3 separate regions of the Zea mays genome follow, and regions 1 and 3 are each linked to region 2. A link is a contact called in public Hi-C data. All regions are on one chromosome and are shown on one strand. Each heading gives the region's core, a stretch centred on a gene start, on an enhancer-like site or on the middle of the called end of the contact. The rest is flanking DNA. Distances are from core to core; before and after follow the strand shown.

What was found. A called contact is a pair of places that touch in the nucleus more often than the background predicts.
Region 1: a contact with region 2 is called in a Hi-C map of ear, with 2.4 times the contacts expected there. The contact joins the promoter of LOC100284527 here to the promoter of LOC542284 in region 2. A contact is called at or near these places in 2 of 25 Hi-C or Micro-C datasets (ear and tassel).
Region 3: a Hi-C map of tassel shows a contact between it and region 2, with 4 times the contacts expected there. The contact joins the promoter of LOC100285167 here to the promoter of LOC542284 in region 2. A contact is called at or near these places in 3 of 25 Hi-C or Micro-C datasets (bundle sheath, ear and tassel).

What each region holds. Positions count from the first base shown.
Region 1 is chr5:83,698,996-83,703,838 of Zm-B73-REFERENCE-NAM-5.0, forward strand. LOC100284527 reads left to right here and starts at 3,016. Exons shown (of 1, transcript NM_001372001.1): 1 at 3,016-3,988. The coding sequence starts at 3,096. The coding sequence ends at 3,659.
Region 2 is chr5:83,097,565-83,102,455 of Zm-B73-REFERENCE-NAM-5.0, forward strand. It overlaps LOC542284 (60S ribosomal protein L19-3), which reads right to left and starts at 2,757. Exons shown (of 6, transcript NM_001319774.1): 1 at 2,635-2,757; 2 at 2,028-2,241; 3 at 899-1,021; 4 at 511-824; 5 at 386-435; 6 at 120-295. The coding sequence starts at 2,139. The coding sequence ends at 271.
Region 3 is chr5:83,788,733-83,793,214 of Zm-B73-REFERENCE-NAM-5.0, forward strand. It overlaps LOC100285167, which reads left to right and starts at 3,150. Exons shown (of 11, transcript NM_001367335.1): 1 at 3,150-3,645; 2 at 3,747-3,797; 3 at 3,886-3,976; 4 at 4,278-4,354. The coding sequence starts at 3,295.

The DNA of each region.
Region 1 (4,843 bases), core at 1,766-4,265, 600 kb after region 2:
TCATTTTTTATGATTTGTTTTATCACTTAAGATAGTTTGTACTTGAAGTAAAATTTTACATTGTTGAATAAATATTTTTGAATAAGTCAAGTAGTCAAAGTTTTTCAAAAAAAAAATTCAATAGGGTCATATATTTATAAATGGGGTAGTACCTCGTAAAAGATCATAATTTGATGTACCTTATATGCCGCGCGGATAACTATTAGTAAATATATTATGTAGATTGGGCATCTGGTGGTGTCAATAAAGCCTTAAACAGTATCTTATTTTGAAATATAGGACTTAATGTATAAAAAACAGTTTCAACAGTGCTCTATTTTATAATTTTTGTCAAAAAATTCTAGAGCAAATCATTAAGTGACCTAAATATACTACATCTATACTAGTGTCATGTCCTTGTTTTCTGTATTATTCTCAATATTTTCTTGCCTAGTAATCTAATTTACTTTCTAAATATATGATTTAAGGTCTAACCGGGAGCACAATTTGTTTTTAGTCTAAACACTTCAAACAATATAGTATTTTAAATTTTAGGGCAGTGTATTGAGTCATCTTGTTTAAAATGCTCTTATATCAGTATGCCGACGCAAAGATCTGTTGTGCCACAAATCACTAGATCCATAGCTACTGGCGTAGGCACTTGGTGGCGGGGATGGCCGACAATTGCCATGAGCAACTGGATGGCTCCAAGGCTCGCGTGTTGCCGAATCTGTCCCCACAGACCACAGGCACAAGCAAGCAGCACAGTGGCGCGAATACGCCGGCCCCGCGCTGGTGGCACCGCGGCTACCAGCACGACACGCTCGGGGCTGAGAGAGGCGAGCACATCACCTGATCACCACACGCGCGGCGCAGGGCCGATGCGAATGCGATGCGGTTAGGGATGTAATATGGTTCGGAAAATATCCGTCCGGATCCGGATTCGAAGATGGTGAACACTGGTTCGGATAAAATTTTCGGATATTCGGATTTTTTTTCGGATAACGGATACGAATACGGATAGTCTGATCGGATGTCGGATCCGAATATAATATGATTGATATCCGTCGGATATCGAATATCCGCGACTTTAATCGGATGTATCCGAAATTTATCCGAACAAATATCCGACAGATCACAGCCTACGCCCAGCCAAACCCAGCCCACGGCCACAGCCCACATGGCCAAGACAGCAAGGCAACATGCCAACAGCCCACATGTATGGTCACGCTCATGGCTAACTACAGCCCACAAGGCCACAACCCGTCAGGCGTCAGCCACAGCCCACAAGCCACAGCGGTCGTGCAGCCAACATAGCTCTTGCAGTGGCTTGCTTGCTTGATCCTAGATACAAGAAAAAGTTGGTAGAATATTTCATGTTGAAGATTTATAAGGACAGTGCTGTCGCAGAACTCACTCGCTTTATGGATGTTGTGAACCAATTATTCCAATCATATTTGACCAGTACACGTGATGTTTCTATTACTCAAACTGATCTTGCTGCAAGTACATCTAACTCAATTTGTATAAATACTGACATTGACGAGTTTATATATGAAGATAATGATGCAGCCAAAGGTGAAATAAATGAATTGGATGTGTACATGAAAGATAAACCAATTCGGTGGGTTGATCCTACTGGTAAAGGTCTACAATTTGACATATTATCATGGTGGAAGGCCAACCAAGTTACATATCCTGTTCTCTCGCGTCTTGCTCGTGATGTATTGGCTGTTCAAGTCTCTACCGTGGCCTCAGAATGTGCTTTCAGTTCGAGTGGGCGTGTTGTGAGTAAATATCGCAGCCGTTTAGAGCCTGAGACTGTGGAGGCATTAGTTTGTACCAAAGACTGGAATCTTGCATCTAACAAAGGTAAAACTGACAATACATACTTGTTGTTCCTGTTTTGCTTGCTGCTAAATATTTTATCTTATCACTTTTAGATCGCAATGATAAGGTACCGTCAATTGTTGAGGAGTTCATGGCAGATGAAAATGAATATAGCTCGACAATTGAAGAGGTTAGTATTTATTTCAATTACTTGCTGTTGTTGACAATTGACATACTATGTTTCAATTTAATATGCACTATCTGTAGGGACAGAACCAAGTTGACAATGAAGGAAATGGTGAGGATAGTGAGGATGAGGGCAGCGATATGGAGTTATGATTTTTCTGCAGCTGTTCATGGGAGTCTGTTTCACAAGTTTCAGTGCTCTGAAGCCTAAGATGATGCTTAAATCTTGGTTTTCGACATTTTGGCGCTAGCTGGTAGCTGCTACACTTAATCCTTAATGTAGTAATGACAATGTAGTTCTAGTTTGGAGAGGCATGTACTATTGTGACATTTTGGCACTAGCTGGTAGCTGCTACGACATTTTGGCTGCTAGCTGGTAGCTGGTAGCTAGTTCTATTGTGACATGTACGCAGTATAGTACTTAGCATTTAGCAATGCTGATGGCTCACGCTCATGACTGCTTGCCTATTTACTTAGCTTTATCTGTCTATTAGCCTGATCGGTTGTGACATTTGAATCTGGATGCTATATATGAATGAATGATGTGTCTTTATATCCGAAGAAAATATTCGTAACCGAAGATATTCGCATCCGATTCGTTCCGTATTCGATATGTGACAATCTGTATCCGTAACCGAGACAATCCGTATTCGTATTCGTATCCGAAGATATTCGAATTCGAATCCGAATAAAAAAATGAAAACAAATATAATATTAGTAATATCCGTCCGTATCCGATCCGATTACATCCCTAGATGCGGTGGCGACGAATACGATAGGACAGGAGGAGGCCGCGGCAGGCAGAGGCAGCCGGCCGACCGACCGACCGACCCTGGGACGTGGACGTGGTGACGCGGTCGGGGAAATCAAGACTCAACAGACCGACGCGGCGCCCGGGTCGTGGCGGGCCCCGGTGCTTCAGCCTCCGCGGGGCCGTGCCGACCAAACAGGAGCAGCCGCGGGCGGGACTGCGGGAGGAAAGGAAAAGAAAGGCCACTCGGGGCGGGGCGGGGCGGGGCCGGGCCAAGCCAAACGCGGAGTCGCCGAGGAGGAGGACAAGGCAGGGCAGAGAGGGAGGGAGGAAGAGGAGGAGGAGCGGGATGCGGCGGGCAAGGCCGCCGCCGGTCCCGGTCCCGATGACGCCGGGGGACGCTGGGCCGGAGGTGAAGTACCGCGGGGTGAGGCGGCGCCCGTCGGGGCGGTACGCGGCCGAGATCCGGGACCCGGCCAGGAAGACCCCGATCTGGCTCGGCACCTTCGAGTCGGCCGAGGCCGCGGCCCACGCCTACGACGCGGCCGCCAGGACCATCCGCGGCGCCGCCGCCAGGACCAACTTCCCCTCCGCCTCCATCTCAGCCACGGTGGCGCCGCCAGCCGCCCCCGCCGCGACGTCTAGCCACAGCAGCACCGTCGAGTCCTGGAGCGGCGGCAGCGGCGGCGGCGCGCCCGTCGGGATCCTCCGCGCCCCGGCCGCCGAGGAGGACTGCCGCAGCTACTGCGGCTCCTCCTCGTCGGCGCTCTGCGAGGACGGCGCGTCGGGCCCGGGCTGTGGCGACGAGACCGCCGCGCCGCCGCGGTGCTCCCCGCTTCCGTTCGACCTGAACGTGCCGGACCCCGCGGCCGACGAGATGGACTGGCGCTGCGACACGCTGCTGCACCTGTAGCCGCGAACGCGAAGCGAGCACTCAGCAAAACTGCTGCTATCGTGCTATGTCTCCATAGAAATTGATAGCTTAAATTTTTTCTCTCCACCGCTTCTTTAGTCCCACTCTCTCTCTTTTACCACTGCCAAGATTCGGTAATACTTATTTGTGATAGTGTGAATAACTGATCATGTAATCCGTGGAGGGAACCTGTTCGTTCTGTTCTCGCAAACCTTCCTGCTTCCTGCTGTGTAGTGTATCTGTAACAGCACCATGTATGTGACCACGGCCTCTTGTCTTGCTGTAATTCTCAAGATGATGGAATCAAGAGACGCCTTTGGTTCTTTTTATTGCCAGCTCCGTGCCGTGACTGTGACAACCATTGCTTCTCATTCAGGAATCAGGATTGGCAGAGTATCGTCATCTTCAGCCCAAAGGCATGTGGAAGCATCTGATCTGACCTTGCTGGGGCTCATGGCAGCACTCCTCAGAGCAGCTAGATCCAGACAGGGTAAACGTAACGAAGGTTACACCATCTTATTAGTGGTATCCTCCAAGGCCTGAGTCAGTCTTCTTCTTCTTCTGAGTTCTGATTGTAATGTAAGGCAAGGGAAGGAAAGCTCATTTCAGTTCTTGACTCGTCAACCAACAACTCGACGTAGCTAGCACTTGTACATACAACAATTGTACTCGCTAGGAGACAAAGCAAGGGTCTGCAGCAAATGTTACTCACGTTATGCCTGGAGTCCGGCTGCCACGTGCTGCGCGCGCGCACACACACACGCACCTTTTGTGTCTGGCACGTGCTGTATATAGCTGGGAGCCTGGGACGGGGCGCTGGAGTTCCCCATCCACGTTTCTCTCTACTCGACACATGCCGCGGCGAATTCCGCCCTTTGCCTAGCCCCGCTTGCCCAATTGGTTCCACAGTCCACACACGGATTGCAATCTCGAGCGAGATTCACCGGCGGTAACAAAAACCATGATAAAATTTCGAAATTTTCGTTTAATTTTATTGAATTTCAAAAAAAACATAAAAATGGGAATAAAACCAATAAAAAAACTAGATGGTCCTAACAGCTAAAAAATATTTAAAGTTCAAAAATTAAACGTTCAAAAATAGGATACCTGGGCTTCACACTGCTGTGTAGTTACCTGAGCTCATTCACTCTTCGCTCCACTCTTTTTTCTCGTGTCTAGACGGC
Region 2 (4,891 bases), core at 1,507-4,006:
TCCAGAGCCTAACCAAATGAGTCTCTCCTCTCATAAAGGAAACCAGGGAGGGAGTAAAGTTAGGGCCAGGTGCTCATCCAGAATAGGAATTTAACACAAACATCAAAGACACGGACATTATCCAGCAGAATAATCCAGATGTGATAGTCGAATTTATCAATACACTAAGTTATATAACAGCAAAACAGTTCAGGCGCTCCAAAATTTGACTAGAGCTTATAAAAGAAAGTGCAGTACTGGACTAGAAAGCTACAGCTTTATTTCAATACTTCACTTCTTTGCTTTCTTCGGTGCCCTGTGACATCGGCCAAACAAAGAGAAACACATCAACAAAAAAACATGATAAAATCCAAGGAAACGAAACAAAGAGCTCCAAGGCGCTTACCCAGTAGCTGGAGCTGTGGATGAGACAGGTGGTGTTATTTCTCGTGGACCCTATACGACAAAGCATACATTTAAACAAGATTCTAAACGAATTGCAAGGTATGGATCAACATAACATTATCATACCTGGGCCAACCTCTCCTCCCTCCTAGCGATCTTCCTCTCACGGCTCGCCTTGCTCTTGGCGCGCTTGGCCTCAAACTGGTCAGAAAGTGTCTTCTCTCTGGCCTTCTCAGCCTTGGACTTGTGGATACTCTCCATAAGCACCCTCTTGTTCTTGAAGGCGTTACCTTTGACCTTCATGTACATGTCATGATACATGTGCTTGTCAATCTTCTTGGCCTCACGATACTTGCGGAGAAGGCGCCTCAGCACACGCATCCTCCTCATCCACAGAACCTTGGTGGGTAGCCTAGCCTCCCTGGTACCCCTACGCTTACCTATACAGGCATCGGATTACCACGAGCTTACTCACCCTTCAGAACTGTGACATAAATGAGTTGCAGCAGCATACCATATCCTGAGTGGCGTCCCTTTTGCTTGGCGTCATGTGCCCTTCTTGCACGGGATCTAGAGTGGATCTTATGAGGCTTCTTGATGATAAACCCATCCTTAACCAACTTCCGGATATTCTGGCCTGTAAGTATTGCAAAAACATAGACCCCTTTATGTTCCTTTAAAAGTTAAAGCAGAATAACATAGAAACAACTCTACTTGCCTACAATTTCAAAACTCTAATGCACTATGTTAATGTAAAATATAAACTCATGGCAAAGCACAGCAAAATCCCAGGAATGTAAAAGACTTGAGTACTATCCCATCATGGTCAGTATGATAAATTGAGATTTGAGAAACAACATGACAAAATCAGAGTTGGCTAAGCAGTGCAAATATTTAGCAAGAGACAGCCAGATAATAATCAATGAAAAATTAACAGTGACCAATAATAGGAGCATTAAATGTTACAATTATGTCAAGCTAGGCAATGGTATTGCTTCCTCTTCCAGTCTATTCACAATTTGATCACAGGCAATACCAGCCTTAGCCAAAATCTACAATCACATATGCATAAACAATACATAAAAACAATCATAAACTGGAATTGTTATTTCAAGAGAACTACAACTGCATCAGGTTAACTATTAACATATACAAATTAGAGACTGCACGGGTACACGCGTAACGAACTAGAGCAGCTACAGCCAATAGTGTCTTCAAGGGTGGTGGCAGGTAAATAACACTATAACATGGTGGCGGTAAGCTCTGTTCTTAAGGCGTCGCCTAGGCGTCCGGACGGTGGTCTAACGCCTAGGCGCCGCCTAGGCGTAGCGGTGGTCCAACGCCTTGGACCGCCTTACCGCTTTAAAAACCATGGCGGTAAGAATAATGTTTGATCCAACATATTCAAACTACATAAAGTATCCACCTTTGACCATGCCCATAAAGTGAACTGTGCTACCCATTTTGACGGCTATAAAGCTCAACAGCAGAAAAATGGACCAAGAACACTACAAACAGATCGCCACAGCTCATATGATGTCAAGATCACAGCTGAACACAGACCCAAACAAGAATAGCAAAAATCAGAGCAGAAGTCAAACATATTACGAACCAGGCAGAACCAAGCAGTGGATAATACTTACGGGAGTTTGCCATGGAGATCTCACTAACTTCATTTGGGTCAAGCCACACCTTGCCTTTCCCACACTTGAGGTAGCTCGCGGCAAGGCGCTTTTGCAACTTCAGCGACACCATCTTTGACCCCACCTAAAGACTTCTCGGTACTGTGTTTCTGAATAGTAGGAAGTCAAGCCCAACCACTAAAACTACCAGATTGTAATGATACCAGCAAGCACCCTGCAAGTGACGAAAGAAAACATAAGATTATGTAAATAACTAGGTACATGGCAACAAGATTAAATAAAAACAGCTACTGTAACACAAAAAAGACAAGTAATCATGTAAATAATCAGGTACAAGGCAACAAGATCGAATAAAAATTATATTGAAAGCAGGCAAGCAAACCAAACAATCAAGGGTCTTTCTACTACAGGTGATGATAAAACTATTGCTAATACAGTAGGACTTGCTTTCCATAATTCTGTTGAATAGTTGCTCCAATTGTTAAACATCTGAAGCTTCAGCCTTACAAGGGCAGATCGATATAGCTGGTAGAACAACCTCAGCCTCCGGTTAAAACCCTAACGGATCGAGAAGCGGAAAAGGAGATGCGTTTGGAGGCGAACTCACCTGCGGAGGCAGAGGTTCTGGTGCCGCTGTCCAAGGCGATTACGATGGCGACGCCGGTGAGGATCAACGCCTCAGCTGCGTGGGGCGGAGGAGGAGATGCGAGGCGGCGGTGGCTTATATGTGCGCCCCAAAATGGTCACGGCGATTAGGGTTTTTGGTTCTAAAGCGGACCAGGCCTCCGTTCATTCCTATTGGGCCATGGTCCATTTACAAAAGCCACGAAACTGTCTGCGTCCGGCCCAGTGGACCATCTCCAACTCGCCACCCCTCTTCTCTTCTGGGCAGTGGCCGGAACCGCCGCATGATAAAGTTTTGGGGCAATTGTGTTTATGTGATTTTGCCTCTCAAAATGACTTTTTTATTTTGAATCTTTAAAAAAACAAAAAACAAGTATATCCTTGCATCTGTTAGATGACAGAAATAGTGTGAAATAGAACATACGAAGATGGGAGCACCTGGAGGATGTAAATAGGTGATCCTACTAAACTAGCTTAAAAAACACAAACTTGGTTTATAAAATGTGTTAGTGAAAACTAAAACTAAGTTAAGATGGCAAGAGATGAAAGAAGATAATTTTTTACTTGATTGCTCCTTTAGGATGTGTATTAAACCTAGGAACAATATTACAATTGAATATGAGAACTCAAGAAGACAGTAATAGCAATAAAAATGAACAAAAGACACGATGATTTTTACCATGGTTCGGCCAATGCCTACTCCACATTGTGGTGACATGTTTCAGTTAATGGTTGCACTCAAACCTCTCTCAAGTGTTCCAAAGATCAAACTTGAGTGTCACGGTTGTCTTCCTTATATCAATATCCCAGTTGTGAGGAATCTCCACAAATTGGAGTTTCTTACGCCTTAAACAATTGATACAATCAAATCTGGAGTAAGGAGAGGGGTAGAAACGCACACAAGAGCACAATTGCAGCAACACCACACACCCAAGCAGAGAAAAGAACGCATGAATCAAAACGACAGAATCAAAGCTCAAAATGCGCTAAAATTTATCTCTAACAAATCGAAAGCGCGGCCGCGGAGTCTCGAAGTTGTAGTATGCTCTTGTGATGCTTGGGTACTGCTCCATGGCGTCCGAGGGTCCTTTTATAGCCCCAAGGGACCTAGGAGCCATTGGAGCTTTATTTGGAAGCTCCCATCCTTCCCTGTCTATGGGTGTACATGATTGTCCGGTAATGCACCGGGCAGTGCACAATACAACGGTCGGAGGATCACTGATTGGTCACTTTCCTTTTCAAACGGGCACCGGACTGCCCGAGGGGGGGCACCAGACTTTCTGATGCTCCATCTGACCGTTGGAGTCGGCTCGCATGGTTGATAGTCATTGGTTGTCCTCGCACCGCCACAAAACTGTCTGTGTCCGGCCCGATGGACATCTCCAACTAGCCATCCCGCTTCTCTTCTTGGCAGTGGCGAGCGAAACAGGCATAGCGAACAAGAGGCCATCACCGGCGCCGAAAACCACCACATGATAAAGTTTTGGGGCAAATGTGTTTATGTCCCTGGATGGAAGTGCAACTGTGATTTTGCCCCTCAAAATTCAACTTTTTGATTTCAGACCTTTTTTAACCATAAACCCTAAACCCATCCTGACCTCTCTCCATGAGCCACGCACAGCACCAGGTCGGCCACCACGGCCAAAGGCTGTGTCCTTCCTTCAGCGGTGGGCTGTACAACAGGCCCAGAGCGTCCAACAACGATGGCAATGGGGTCTCGATCCTCGATTTTCCGTGGGGAATTCCTCCAGTAGGGGATGGGGAAGGTTCTCCCCCACGGGAATGTAAACAAGGAAAATCCTCCCCCCGACGGGTAAACGGGGACGGGGATGGGGAAGCATTCATCATCTCCGTTCCCCACTGGGACCCATCAAACTTAAATATGATAATGTTTTCATGTAATATATAATGATAAAAATAAATAATTAACTTGTGAAGAGATCACTCGTTGTACAAATGTATTTATTTTATTGTACACATAATGATTTTTATATCTGACAATGTGTATAAGTGACAATGTTTTGTATTAATAATAAAGAAAGTATGTCATGATTATAATTTAAGTGGGGACGAGAATCCTGTAACACCTCAAAACCATCAACTAAAAAGAATGCATTGTAAAGCCTAAAATTGGTATAAGAAGAAAAATAATGATATAAATAAATAAATAAATTTAAGATTGTGCTTTAGGGATTCTCGAAACTTTTTTTGATTTCTCATGCTTTTGAATGTTCAATTAA
Region 3 (4,482 bases), core at 1,900-4,399, 690 kb after region 2:
AGGTGGGACTAACCCCAAAATCTGGAGGCAACTCAATTGTGTATACATTATCATTATTTTTTGCAAGAACTTTATAAGGCCCAACAACACGTGGCATGAGTTTAAATTTTCTCAAATTAGGAAACCTATCCTTTCTCAAATGAACCCACACCAAATCACCTAGTTCTAATTTTATTTCCTTCCTACCTTTACTAGCAGCAATACGATATTTTTCATTTATCTTTTCAATTTGCAACTTAGTTGTTTCATGCATCTTAAGAATGGATTTAGAGTGTTGTGTAACATCCAAGTTCACTATTTCAGGAGTTGGTAAAGGTAGCAAATCAATTGGAGCATGAGGATTAAAACCATATACTACCATAAATGAACTAAGCTTGGTTGTGGAATGAATGGATCTATTATAAACAAACTCAATATGTGGCAAACATTCCTCCCACAACCTCAAATTATCTTTCAAAACAGCCTGTAACATAGTAGATAAAGTTTGATTAACAACCTCTGTTTGTCCATCAGTTTGGGGATGATAAGTAGTAGAAAATAACAACTATGTTCCTAGTTTAAACCACAAGGTTCTCCAAAGATGGCTTAAAAACTTAGCATCCCTATCAGAATAATAGTATTTAGGACACCATGCAACCGCACAATCTCGGTGAAGAACAAATCAACAACATGCGAAGCATTATCAGTTTTGTGACATGGTATAAAATGTGCCATCGTGGAGAAATGATCGACAACCACAAAAACGTTATCACTCCCCCTCTTTGTTCCAGGCAAGCCCAAAACAAAGTCCATAGAAATATCCTCACAAGGTACAATAAGAACATGAAGAGGCATATAAATACCATGTGGGTTAAGTCGGGACTGTTGTGAGCTTCTGTTTATGAGAGAAATTGGTTAGATTTTGTAGCAGTAAGTAGTATTCTATTTATGGTGGTTTACTTGTTGATTGATCATTATAGCTTGCTTAATTTGTTGTATATGCAATTATGCATTTTTAGGTCTATACAAAAAGTGTATCCGACTAGAACACTAGAGGCTTAATAAATTGGTCTATGTCAGTTACAATAGGAAGATAGAAAATATGTTTCCAACAATAAGAGAACTGGGATCCAAGGGAAAAATAAGCAACCCATTGATGCTTGAAGAGTTTATGTGGGAAAATGAATGGGTTGAAGAAAATAATGAAGCTAACGGTGGTAACACATATGACATGTTGTGGATGAGGCATTAGGAACAACTCAAGCTCTCCAAGGCAGGATTTCGTCAAGAATAGTTGTTGCAAGTGCTGGTTCGTCTTCTCAGCCTCAACGGACATATGTTAGGACAAGGAAGCGTTCAAGAAATGCAACAACTCAAGGTATTGAATAAGATGACAGTGATGCTCAAGAAGATGGTCCTGCCACAGCAGATGCAAAACAACAACCGCCACCAAAAGCAACTCAAGATATGGAGCAAGATGGATCTGAATCTATTGGAGGGGAAGCTGATGTTGCTTTTTGATCGGATGTTGATATGCTCTAGGTAGTAGACTAGCAGGTACTACATTATTGCTTGTACTTTCAATATTTCAGTTTAGACTTAAATAGTGCCTATCATATTGGCTATTGCAGTATTGTTTGTATATACATATATTATGTTATATACATATACATATACATATGTCCAGAAATTATATAAGGCGAGTAGGAGACGACCAGAGGTTGACTACACGTCCTAATTGTTTCCCTAATCACGATTAGGTGTCTGGTTGGTTCTTTGGAACAACCAGCTGGTTGCTCGACTTGAAGATAGTGACATAGAAATCCTCTATCCTCCGCACCAAGTCCTAACAGATGAGAAAAAGTAACAAAATTGATTGTGTAGTGTTGATCCTATGTCATGAAGCATATCGGACATGTTGTAGCAATAGAAAGTAACAAGGAACTGACGAAGGACTTTAATGTTTCAATCATACCTTAATATCGTAAAATAAAATTCATATTGAATCGGTTACAAGCTTTGATGACTTGGTTGAAATCTTCGTCTCTTTTTGATTTCATGTGCTCCTAATCATTATATTCCATGTCCTAAAACAAACTCTAAAAACATGCCATACTCAATAGAGGGTGTTAGAGCGTTTACAATAGTAAGCCGAACACGTTAAAAAATATAAATTCAGAGAAAACATGCTCTTATCCAGCAGATAATCTATGACAAGTTTGGTCCGCTGCCTAATTATCATAATTTATCTAACTTTTTATGTCTAAGAATAGTTTTCAATTTGGTCGACTAATCTTATGCTCTGTTTGAATGTCTGGAGGGCAAGAAATTAAATTAGGTTTAATACCAAATCAGTCATGATATTGAAATAAGATGTAATTTCAATCATATTGTTTCGATGTCACTCAATTAAAGTTTTGAATTGTGCTATTTAATTCCACGCAATACATAGAGGTGACACTTTGAATTAGGAGAGGGAATTTCTAGTTGTAGTCTAATTCCAAAGAATTGGGTCGCTGATTCCAAATATCTATTCCATGTGAAACCAAACAACAGAATTTATGAAAGCTGGTTTCAATTCTCAATTATGTGCTCTAATATCTACATCTAAACAGGATATTAGGCAAGTTGTGGCAAAGTTTGCCAAGAATCAAACAATCTTTTTATTTTACTATCATTACAGATAGAACGACAAACCAAACACTAGTCCGTCCACATAAATTAATCATTTTGGGTTTGTCTTGAGTCAATCACTATCAATTTTTGTCCGGTTATTACCGGATGTTTCATAAGATTTTACAACATAAAAGTAAAATGTTACTTTCTCCGTTCTTTTATATTTGTCGCAGTTTAGTTAAAAATACACTAACAGACGACAAATATTCTAGAGCGAAGGTAATACTAGATTTATCATGACTTTAACTATCATAATATTCCTTTTTAATTTAAAATAATTTAATATTGTTGGTCAAAATTTAAATAGTTTTGCTGTTGACGTATAAAGCAAGTCACGACCGACCCCACGTGTCAACGGCTCATATACAGCTACTTTCTACGTACGTAACTGCAGCGGATCGGGCCGCATCCCCCCTCCCCAGCCCATCTCCGCCGTCATGACTCATGCCACGCTGCTCACTCACTGACAGCCTGCCGCCGGCTCTGGTCTGCTACGGTTGATCACAGTCGCGAGCGGCGAGAGTGACAGTGCGAACAGGCTCGTCAGCCAACAGGAAGCAAGTGCACACTCCCACCCCACTCCCGCGCGCCGCGCCCGCGACCGGGGCGGCGGGGCCGGTGGTGGTGGAGGCGGCGGCCATGGCGGAGCTGCGGCACTCGATGGCGGTGCGCTCGTCCAACTCCCCCGCCAAGCGCGATTCCGACACCTCCGCGGCGTCGTCCCCCTTCCTCCTGTCCCCCTCCACCCGCGGCAGCCGCGGCGGCGGCGGCGGGGACGACGACGGCAAGGACGCCCACCGCTCGTCCCCTCTCCTCTCGCATCACCACCACAAGCGTGTCCACCTGCTGACGTCCCCGTTCCGCTCCCTCCTCGCACTCGAGGACCCCAGGTCCTCCGCCGCCTCGTCCTCCTACAGGATCCTGCTTGCTCTCCTCGCGCTCCTTCTCGCCGCTGTGATTTTCTGCGCGCCCTTGTTCTGGTCCCGCCTCGTGAGCTCCTGGCCCCTCCCGTATCTTTCCAATGCCATTCAATTTTGTCAGGATTCCGACTGACCACTGACATTCTGTTGATGTTGTTGTTGTCGTCCTAGAACACTCCGTTCTTGTGCCACAAGGAGGGGATCACGCTCCACTGCCCTGAGGTGAAGTGTGCTTCGTTGCTCCAAGGGTTTTGGGACCCGTGTTCGCTTCATAAACATTTGGTCTGAAGAATTTCTTCTTTGGGTGCAGACGAAGGAACCCCCATCTCTATGGGAAAATCCACGTGCTGCCACGATGTCCTGGAAGCCCTGTGCAGAGCGATGCAGCAATGAGCCCTCAGGCGAGTCTACCTTTCACGTTTGTTAAAGACAGCAATATAGCATATATTGTATCCCTACTTTATACATTACCCCAATCACTTTGAGGTCAGTAACCTCCATTGTGCAAATTTCGATCTCCCAGAGCTAGTCTTTATTGATCTAGTGCAAAAACTGAATTTCGTATGTCTCAGGAACCTGCCCAATTGTTATGTGTAGTTTCATGTTAGATGATAGATTTATGAAACAGCACATCTAACATCTGTTTTCATTCATGAATGGGACCTGCTAAGTGATGATACCGTAAATTTCTATATCATGCAGATGTCCCATCAGTGAATGAAACCTCTGGGTATATTTTTATCCATGCCGAGGGAGGACTAAACCAGCAACGCATAGCTGTATGTATGCACTTCTGTCCCTCAGCCTTGCTCACCTAGTTGTGTGTGAGTGCTACTTGCAATATACAAGCCTATGTTTGCTTCTTTTCCTGTTAGCGTGGTTGCTGCTCATTGCTCAAGCATAACTA